Linked DNA regions of Mus musculus: region 2 is linked to region 1. A link is a contact called in public promoter capture Hi-C data. All regions are on one chromosome and are shown on one strand. The core of a region is the stretch at or near the end of the contact, and the rest is flanking DNA. Distances in the headings are between cores, read along the strand shown. Region 1 overlaps Mtss1 (MTSS I-BAR domain containing 1). Region 2 overlaps Mtss1 (MTSS I-BAR domain containing 1).

What was found. Capture Hi-C pulls out chosen DNA fragments and counts their contacts.
Region 2: a contact with region 1 is called in a promoter capture Hi-C map of pancreatic islet. The contact joins two enhancer-like sites. A contact is called at or near these places in 1 of 115 datasets of contacts at active chromatin or transcription factors (embryonic stem cells) and 3 of 9 other capture datasets (adipose tissue, liver and pancreatic islet).

What each region holds. Positions count from the first base shown.
Region 1 is chr15:58,950,788-58,955,855 of GRCm38.p6, forward strand. Mtss1 (MTSS I-BAR domain containing 1) reads right to left here. Exons shown (of 15, transcript NM_144800.2): 9 at 4,319-4,426; 10 at 2,727-2,824; 11 at 683-893. Among named protein-coding and RNA genes, the nearest start is that of Ndufb9, 20 kb to the left of the region's middle. Within about 2 kb of position 1,989, at least 6 of the 459 cell types and tissues checked have an H3K27ac peak or open chromatin away from gene starts, as enhancers often do. A contact at or near this core is called in pancreatic islet, where this site is marked.
Region 2 is chr15:59,028,176-59,033,367 of GRCm38.p6, forward strand. All of the region lies in intron 3 of Mtss1 (MTSS I-BAR domain containing 1), which reads right to left. Among named protein-coding and RNA genes, the nearest start is that of Gm41330, 36 kb to the left of the region's middle. Within about 2 kb of position 2,051, at least 109 of the 459 cell types and tissues checked have an H3K27ac peak or open chromatin away from gene starts, as enhancers often do. A contact at or near this core is called in pancreatic islet, where this site is marked.

The sequences.
Region 1 (5,068 bases), core at 739-3,238:
AACCAGGTTCTCTGGCTCAGCCTCCCCACACTCCTCTGCCTTCCAGCAGGTGGCGCTAGAGATGGGCCCCAATAGATGGTGGCACCAATCATGTCCTAGCATTGGGTACACTGTGCTAATTAATTAACAAGTGTGGAGCCAAAGCTGACAAACTGGCCCTAAGAAACAGGCACCCCAAGGGTTGTATACACCACCAACACACACAAGAGACCTGGTCTAGCTCGGTGAGTGTCATCCAAACTATGGTACATGGAGAGATTACACATCTTTCCTCCTCAAGGGGTCAAAGTGCCAACAGAGTTACCCACGGGGGCTCTAACAAGCCATTCTCACTGGAACTGAGGGTTTGGGTTATCACTGTTCACCAATAGAGTCTCTGTCCCTGGGGAAAAACCTGAGATGACATGAAGAGGAGGTGTCCCCATTGTGGAGCATAATGTCACACCAACTTAGGTACTACAAGGATGCAGGGGAGAGACGCAGTCTCTTTGAGGCTACCTACTTAGAAGTGATAGCTTACCCAACCAACACAGTATTTTTAACTACTGCTGATGCTGAGACAGGCTTCCAGCCCAACTTAGAGGATCTCTCCCTTTGGGGGGGGGTCTCTTTTAAATGACCCATCAGCAGTGGTCAGGGCTCCCTGGGTGCCTGCTGCTCTCTGGGTGAAGGGCGTCCTTACCTGGTTGGCAGCTTCAGGTGGCATGGGAGAGGGTGACTTGGACTGGAAGGCGTCCTGGGATATGAATCCTGAGTCGTGGGAGGACACGCTGGACAGCCTCACGGGGGCCTGCTGGGCCAGGTTAGAGCTGCGGTACCGGTAATGCGAGCTGGGCGAGTGCGAGTGGGAGCCACTGGACCGGGAGTCACTGCTGTTGACGCTGTTCAGGCTGCTGTTGGGAAAAGCACAAGGAAACGTCAGCTCCTTGCCCCGGAGAAGCATACAAACTCAGGACATGTTATCCAAGACCCAATCGGGCTGGTGAGCGAGAGGTTCTTTTAGGCAAACAGCAAGAGAGCTAGGTTTCGGGTCTCTGAGGCTACTACGTGGCAGTCTTAGCATGCAAGAGCCTATACTTTTTACCAAAAAAAAAAAAAAAAAAAAAAGCAATGAGGCCCAACTCTACTGTGCCACCTACCAACAAAACTGGGGAACAAACACTTGAGATATAAAGAAAGAAGTGGGGGCGAACTCTTCTGCCTGCAGCAAGAAACCGCTAAGTCCAAAGCAGGGACATGGTCTCACATCCTTGGGTAGACTACCTGGATCCAGATGACCAGAGGCCACACAGCTAAACAGCACTGGCAGGTACCCTATGCTTAAGATGGATCCCATCCTAAGTGGATTCCATCCACCAAAGTACATCGGCCAATCAACTCGGAGGGGGAGGGGATGGGGGGCGGCGGGGGTAGTGGTGGTGGTGGTGGACGGGACTGAGTGCAAGCGCTATGTATGGTGAGTTGACCACTGGCTCTACTCCTTCGTGGGCATTTCCCTGTTAAACCATGTGTGGCTGGGTGTAGCAGCATGGGCAGCTTTCGGTGAGGAGAGCCAGTCAGTGCTAAGCTGCTTACTTCTACGGTGAACCAATAAGCAGGAAGTAGGGTAATGGCTCTGACCCTGGAGGTGCTCTACCTGCAAGCAAGCAGAGCTAAAACGTGCAGGGCAGTTACAAAACCCCTTGGGGGGATGTAGCCTGGCAAGCCTGGGGAAGCCTCAGGGTTTGCAAACGTGTGTGGCTGTGGCTGGTCGATGCTAAGACGCCTTGCAGGGATCTGTCACACACAGGGATCTGTCACACACAGGGATCTGTCACACACAGGTGAGCACAGCAGGGGGAGCAAACAGCCGTGGGGGGATAAATGCTACGATTTTTAGCCAGAAGATGGCATTTGGGGACCGAAAGGCACTCCAGCCAGCTCCTGTCAGTGCAACTGAGTAAGGCCAGGAGGAGAAGGCAGCGTAGCTTGTTCTGCGCTAATGAGACGGGCCTTGCTGAGCCACTGAAACATAAAAAGGATTTTCCTCTGACTCAAGTAAACATACAGCCCATTAAAGGCGCCAAGAAAACAAGCAACATCTTCGGGAAAGAGGTGAGGACATAGCCTCTTGACTGGAACTGCCTGCCACCTATGTACCCGACAAGCTCTAGGGTGAAATGAAGCAGGCAGGATGCTGGGCCGCATCTCCCTAACAGCCGGAGCTGAGTCCCTGCTCCTTCCTCTCTAGGCTACTTCACAGCCATCTGGTTTCGCTACGTCAAGTCAAATGATTGGCGGCAGCGGTAGTATGGGACCGAGGCAGGGAGCCATATCAGGTGATGCTTGCAACTTTCAAGAACAGAATAAACCTTTGCCCTTCGCAGACCAAGAATAGCTGCCTCGTGAAACTACATAATGGTCCTGTAGGGCCCAGGACCCTAAATGCTTATTTCCACAAGGAATGGTGTGAGTAGGCATGAAGGATACAGCAAGGCCAAAGCCACCGTAGCTTCTGTCCCAGCTACAGTTAGATCAACTTCTTAAAAAGGAAAGAAACGGTCTACCTTGGGCTCGGAACACTAGTGGTGGGGAATGACGGACAGAGACAGACTTAAGAGTGAGTACATTCTTCGCCTCACTATTTCCTATTTCAAATTGGCCCCTTTGGACATACAGCCTGGCTCCTCGTTGCACTCACATAAATAGATCTCGGAAAGCATTAGGAGGCCCTGGGCTTCACTTACCTGCAGACACTTGACTTTCTGGACATAGTTGTACTGGGAGAAGAAGGAGGCGTCTGATAGGACCAACTATAGTCAGAACCTTTCAAGTCCAAAATCACCTGAAGGGACAGAGAGCACAGCTGTGTAAGGGACGGATGGGAGGGGCGTCATCCACAGAGAGGGGCAGAATTAACAGAGAAGATGCCCATTTCAACTAAAGGGCCACAGTACCTATCCCTTCGTGTCACAGTCCTTCAGAGACGAGCAAAAAGCTGGCGTTGACGGGGTGGGGGAGTTAGAGAGGAAAGCCATGGAATACCAGGAGAAAGAGATGATGACAGTGATGGACTAACAACTCCTAAAAGCTATTTTAAACACAGGCTAAAAATCAGTTTTCAGCCTGCAGCTCTGTAAAGACAATAATGGTTTGGGGGCTCGCTGGCTGCACCGTAACCACTTGATGTTCAGTAGACACTCGTGTCCTATTTGACCAGGCTAGAAGCACGAAAACCTCCCTAAGAGTGAGCCAAATCGTATCACAATCATTTCTGTGTGTCTCCCTGGTGACAAAGAGCCATTGAGTGTAAGGTCCACCTCTTGCTCTCTTTTACAGGCACCCCACTCAGGTCTACTTACTGAGTTAACACATATTCGAGTTTAATACAAAAATCTCATAGACAGAAAACCACAAAGCTTCCAAATTTAGCTTCTCAGCTGACTGTCCAAGCAGACAGTAAGAACTGTCTGCAAAAGGCTCAAACCGGCATGTGGCTGGTCAGCTGTCCCCCACTTGATACACTGTGATGGTTTGTAGATGCTCGGCCCAGGGAGTGGCACTATTAGGAGCATGGTCTTGGAGTAGGTGTGCCACTGGGGGCATGGGCTTTAAGACCCTTGTCCCAGCTGCCTGGAAGCTAGTCTTCTTCTAGAGGCCTTCAGATGAAGATGTAGAACTCTCTCAGCTCCTCCTGCACCATGCCTGCCTGGATGCTGCCATGCGCCCACCTTGATGATAGTGGACTGAACCTCTGAACCTGTAAGCCAGATCCAATTAAATGATGGCCTTGTAAGAGTTGCCTTGGTCACGGTGTTGTTCCCAGCACCCTAACTTAGACATAGAGTATCAATATCACACACACCCCAAAAGAGTAAAAGCATTTAGAAATACATCATCTTTTCCTCGGATGGGAGAGGTTCTCATGAATGACTTTATTCGCTCCAGAGAGGGTTGCCGGCCATGGCATCAGAGTGACATGGGGTCCTTTGATAGCTCTCGGCTCAGAGAGGATGAGCCCGGATCTGGTCATGGATCTCCTGACTGAAATCCTAGTGTCACTGCTTACTAGAGTGGTGGCCTTAGCTAAAGGCCCTCACCTCTCAGTACCTCAGCGTCTTTCCCTATAATAGTGAAAAGGAATGACAATGGTTCACAAAGGATGGAAATACAGCATAACCCAGGGGCTGGCCACAATAACCGCCACAGTGACGATGTGAACAACATAGTCACATCTGGGTGTAATTTCAGACACAATGGACGCCACACGGATGACCAGAGCCCTGAATTCTGTGTCTTTCTTAGACTGGTCCCTGACCACTCGGTCCACAGTTCTTACCTGTTCACTTGAGGAGGGCAGCTTGTGAGGGTCCATGGTCAGGCTCTTCAGATCCTCCGATATGGTCTGAAGGTGGGTAATCTCTCCTAACATGGAAATCTCTTCCTCCTAAAGGGAAGCAATTTGTGTATGTCATCATGTGGGTCCCCTCACTGTCTTGTTCCAACCACTTCTACCTGGGTTACTGCGTGACCTTTTCAACCTTTCATGAAAGGCATCTGAGATAGGGATCTAAGCTGAAGGTGACAAGTAGTTCCTTTTTGGAAAGAGAAAGGGAAAAAGGCTGTCATGGAGCGACCTGTGTGTTGGGGACGGTGGAGGGACACAGAGCACCCTAACAGTGCCTGGCACTTGCAGGCTTATTCAGTGCGATGGTCCACCTGGGGTCTTCCCAGGCATCCTTCCACGGGCTGAGGTAGCCCTGGAGGACCGACATGACTTGGGGATATTTGAGTCCAGATCTTTATGACAGAACACGTGTGCTCGATAGAGCTAACTGTCCCCCTTTCTTGCCCCCAGCCCCACCTTAAGAGCTGGCAAGCGGGATGGAAGCCAAGACTGCGAACATTTCAGTCGCCTTCCCAAGTGCCAGTGGGAACCAGAGGGCACAGGTACAGACAGAGGAACAACTCCAATCTGAGAATTCCGCTAGGGTGGAGAGAGCTGCCCCAGGAGCCTTCCTGCAGCGTCGAGAGTGGCTGCTGCAAACTCTGCTCGGGGTTTACTGGAAAACTATGTGGGAGCGGATCC
Region 2 (5,192 bases), core at 801-3,300, 77 kb after region 1:
TTTTAAACATTTATACATGAGACGGTAAAGCCAGAGGTTTAAGGATGAGCCATAAAAAAAACCCCTCGCTCCTAATTACGAAGAAAGCAGTTCTTCCCATCTCTAAGGTTAAGGAAGAAAATTCTAGAGTCTAGAAGAAGCGACTTAGTAGTCGTCTCTCTCTGACAACTCCAAAGCATCACTTTAAAATGGCTTAGGACCTGGACACATGAGTGCCCGAAGGTCTAGTCACCCAAGAAAATGCAAAGTAAGAGACACAGGGCTCCTTGAGTCTCCATCAGAATCAGCTCCATGAGCCAGGTGTGGTGACGAATGCCTTTAATCCCAGCACTTGGGAGGCAGAGGCAGGCAGATTTCTGAGTTCAAGGCCAGCCTGGTCTACAAATTGAGTTCCAGGACAGCCAGGGCTACACAGAGAAACCCTGTCTCAAAAAAAAAAAAAAAAAAAAAAAAAAAATCAGCTCCATGGAAGCATCCAGATCGTAGCTCAGACCTGGCACACTTGTCCGTAGGGGGTTACTGGCCACAGAGCATAGTCCACTGCGGTTCTAAATGGTCTCTCTTCTAGTCTGCCATGCTGGGTGCAGCTTCTTCAATTATTTTTCTCTATATGGTACTTCTAAACTGCAAGTTCTCTCCTCAGCCAAAGTCCCTCTCCCTCTCCTCCCTCTTCCTCCCCCTCCTCCTCCTCCCCACCCCCCACCCCCCTCTTCCCTGAGATAGGGTTTCTCTGTGGTTACTCTGGCTGTCCTGGAACTCACTCTGCAGACCAGGCTGGCCTCGAACTCAAAAATCCACCTGCCTCTGCCTTCCAAGTGCTGGGATTAAAGGCGTGTGCCACCACTGCCCAGCTATCCTATCTCTTTCTAACCAAGCCCACCTTGTCCTCTGTGCAGGAAAACACCTTGTTTCTGTCCCCAGACCTCTGCTCCCCAGGTACAGATACCTGCACCGGGACTGCCAGGTTCCCAGGGAGGAGGGTCTCTTTGCAGAAGAGGATCAAAGTGGAGACAGCGTTCTGACACTTGCTCACTCCAACCAGATGGCTCAAATTTTAAAACAGACTCTCTGCAGTAGCAGAGCAGCTGAAATGCCCCAAAGGCAAATCTGAGGACAGGTCCAGTAGGGCAATCAAGTCACCGCTTACCCTTGTCTGATATCCATTTCCCTTGTAAAATAAGACATGCAAACAAGTTAAGGTTTTCCAATGGTGGACTAGCCAAGTCCCAACCAGTGTGATGGTGACAGCCTACTGAGTTCACATGCTTCCTGCTTGCTGGCACAGGAGGCCGTAGTAACTCTGTAGAAGTCTGAAGGGAAATTGTGAAGCTGCAATCTCTGGAGAGTCATATGGAATAAATACATTGTAATTCTCTCCAAGGACAGTATGAATTTGGGGATTTGGTGGGGGGGGTTTATCCCTCTTCTTGAATCAAGTGTAAAGTAAAATAAAAGGCCAGTACTAGTCTCTAAGGAATACAAAGGCCATACCAATGCTAAAGGACATCCATACGTCCTTTATCCACCTGGATAGTCACCTGGAATTACGAAGCAGTAAGAAGGGCATGGTGGAAGAACGTTGCCCTCTGCTTCCTGTCAGGAAAGAGACCAGGACTGGCTTCTGCTTCCTTTCCTAGTTAGCTAAGCCCCAAGAGCAGAACTGAAGAACTTAGCTCTGTGCCAAGCAAGCGAAGCCTTCTTCAGAGTTATCTCAAGCTGGGAAGGGAAGTTCCTGCGCATTCTATCCACCTCAGGACAGTGTGGAAGAGACAAGGGCAGGAAAACTACATGAAATGAAGTGATGAGAAGGGACCACACAAGGTGGGTCTGAAGAGACCCTCCTTGAAAGGAATCACTCTCAGAAGTGCCGGGCATGAAGGAGAGCTGGGCACACGCACGCACCACCCAGATGTGGGCCTACCAAGGAAACCGACACCCAAGCCACGATTCCAAAATCCTGTGTGAAAGTCCTCAGGGGGTGAGGGAGAGAGGACTGCGCTAGTCCCTTGAGCTATTTTAAGCACTATGACTTCATCCTGCTTGCTGAAGCAGACAGATGGGCCCCATCAATTCATGCCACTACAGGGGAGGGAGACCCAGACTAGAAGCCACACGTTCATCCTGCCTTCGTGCATCCTGATGATGGGGCTCTGGCACGGGGGCAGGAAGCCCCGTTTCTTTTATTTCTTGTCTTTCCCAAACCTAAGGGTATTTGACAAGTGTCACACTTCATGGAAGCAGCCACCAGGCCTACCCGGACAATGGCCCTGGTGGAGCTGCAGCTAAAGCCAGGAAGCCTTTCTGCTGTGATCAGCCCCAGCTAACCATGACCTCTCTTCCCCTCCAAACACAGAGGCTCCTCCTCAGCAAAGAGTGGAAGAGACAAAAGGCTGAAGATTAGAGCAGAGTGAGGTAGACTCGTGTACCACAGGTCACTCTGGGGCACAGGGTTCCCTCCCACCATCTTTCCATGAACTCAGAGAACCCAAAGGACAGGCATAAGATTAACTATATGCACGTGTGTGCTAACCCTCTGCCAGGCACTTGTCAGTCTTATGTAAAACTCCCAACCACCGTATGTATGAGGTTAGATCCCGCTCATTCTTGTCTCCAATCCCAGCAGAGAGAAGCAAGTCAGAGAGCTGGGACAATAGCAAAGCTGGGAAGACCCCTCCACCATCAGAGGGTAACAGGATCAAATGCTTTGCCGGCCTCCGAAGGGAAGGTGTGAGGCTTACAGAAGACCCTGATTCTCCACCAGCCTACCAGATGTGTCACTAGGAAGCATCATGAGGGAGGAGGGCTGGAGACCAACAAGTGCCGGGGGGGGGGGGGGGTCACTGGGGCCGATGCAAGAACACGGGACAGTTTAATTAATGAGGTCACTGCCTCTTAGATACTTTGGATGCTGCTCAAGGATCCCCTCCAAAGAACTCCAAAATGTCTCCACCGGCTCAAGAGAGCCAGCCCCCAGGCTCATTCTGCAGGAGTCTTCAGTTTGCCCTCCCAGGGCCCCAGCAACCATGAATCTTCCTGGTTCTCTGTCCACCTATTCAGACCGAGTCACACAAGGTAGACTGTACGACAAGGGCGTCTGAGTTTAAGGGGCTTTTGAGAGTCATCTAAATTGCAGTGTGTATCAACACTTCGTTCTTTCTAAGCTCTGATAATATCCCATTAGCTAGATGTCACGATCGGCTCCTGCAGTCATCCAACGGAAGCCGGGTGGCTGGCTTCCATCTTCTGACTATCATGCACCGCACCGCTGTGCACGCTCCTGTGGAGGGCTGTTAACTTTTAAAGTTCTTTTACGTTTGACTCTGACACACACGTATGTGAAGCCTGGTGCTGTGGACTGTATTTGGGGCATGCTGCCTTCCTCATTAACCTATAAGGTTCCAACCCTTCCACCTTTTTATAAGAAAAAATGGCCAAGACTTTCCAGAATTTCCACAGCAGAGTCAGACACAAAGGAATGAGAAGGTGACTGCCAATTATTAGGCTTTTAGAAATTACTCATAACTGAGAATGTGCGGCAGGGCTTTTATGAAGCTGGATATTATTCCAGATACGCATGGGAAATGAGACGGTGGCATGAAAGGTTAGATTAAAAAACAAAATATGACACTACAGGAATACGGAGAGAAGGGAAGAAATGATACAGGGGAAGGAGGGCCATGGTTCTCTACTCTGGCGCTTTCCTTCACTGCTGCCTAATTAGGTGACCTCAGAACGCCCTGGCTGCCCTTCCATCAAAGGTGGCATCCCACGACCACCCAGAGATGATGCTCCCACGTGTAGAAACCCAGCGAATCTCTGTTACAATTCCAAACATCTCGGTAAATGGTGGAAGAGCGACATGCCCAATATCAAACCCCCGTCAATGGAAAAGGCTGACCTTATCCTTAATATCCTCAGTACTTGGCTTCCAAGACCACTCCTCACCAGACAAAGAGAAAGAACCAATCCTTTCTCCGAGTGGAGAAGCCTTACGTCATCGTGAAAAATGTCCCACTTCCCTCAGATCCCTTTCCCATCTAAAGTCTGGGTCTCTGGGTTTCGGATTTGGTATAGAGAATTAAATCACAACGGGTGTGTCGAGGGGGCAAAATGCAGCCTCGCTCTGGGAAACAAGCCTTTGGGGATTCAGCCCCTGGGCGGCAGCCAGCACAGTGCCATACACACGCTGATTAAAGAACCAGGCCGCCACATGTCACTTCAAATATTCTTCACCGTACACATAATAGAGTGGGGCAGATGAACATTCTCATACTGTGCTCCTCCCAATGGGGTGCACAGGCAAAAAATAGACTATTGAAATTGTAAAGGCACTAGGGGTGTGGAGGGGGATGGGAGCAAGATCATCACGGTTGTAAGAGCGACATAGAAGTCTTCTCCCTTAGCATCACCATGAACATCTGTTGTTGATTTCATTCTTTTGTTTTCTCCAATCAAAGGCTCTCAATTAAGGAATAAACAATTGGGGTTGGGGTGGAGGTGGCTACTTAAAAGACAATTTCACTCCGAACATTTCAATTTACACAGGGAAATAAATGACTCACTTTCCATCTCTGCTTCCACCTCCATCCTTCCAAGGTGCTCTGCTTTAAAGGAAACTAGAATGTCCCCAGAAAAGGCCATTTAGTCTCTACCAGAACAGTTCAGCTCCATAAGGGTACAGTGGTGGCCATGGACAAGCCCCAGGAGAACCAGCCAGGTGCATTCCCAGAAATGGGCACACATTTCAACTAAAATTCCATGTCGCCTTAGACTGTGACAGATTCCAACGATCTGAAAGCCTTTCTCAGCTTATGGACAAGTGGCAAACTCATTTTCTGGGGTGTAGTTTGCATAGCACTGCTCTAAATGGCTGGCGCTGAAGTTCTGAGATACAATTCCTCTTGTTCATAGGGGAGGGAAAGGCAGAGGTCTGCGTGAACCAAAAGAGAACCAGGCGAGGGCAAAACAGGAAGAACACAGCAGAGACCAAGAGCCAAACTCTGTCATAGGAATGTTTAGAGACCCATTTAACCGCCTCCTCCCAGGGGACCACAGTTTGAAGACAGGCGACCTTAAAGCTAAAAGTTAAAACACTAGTTCCCTGTGCGAGTTGGTCAGTAGGTGTCCTCTAAACATCTGGTGTGTTCAGTACAGGTCACACTGCCAAATACAAAGCATACCAAAATGCATCT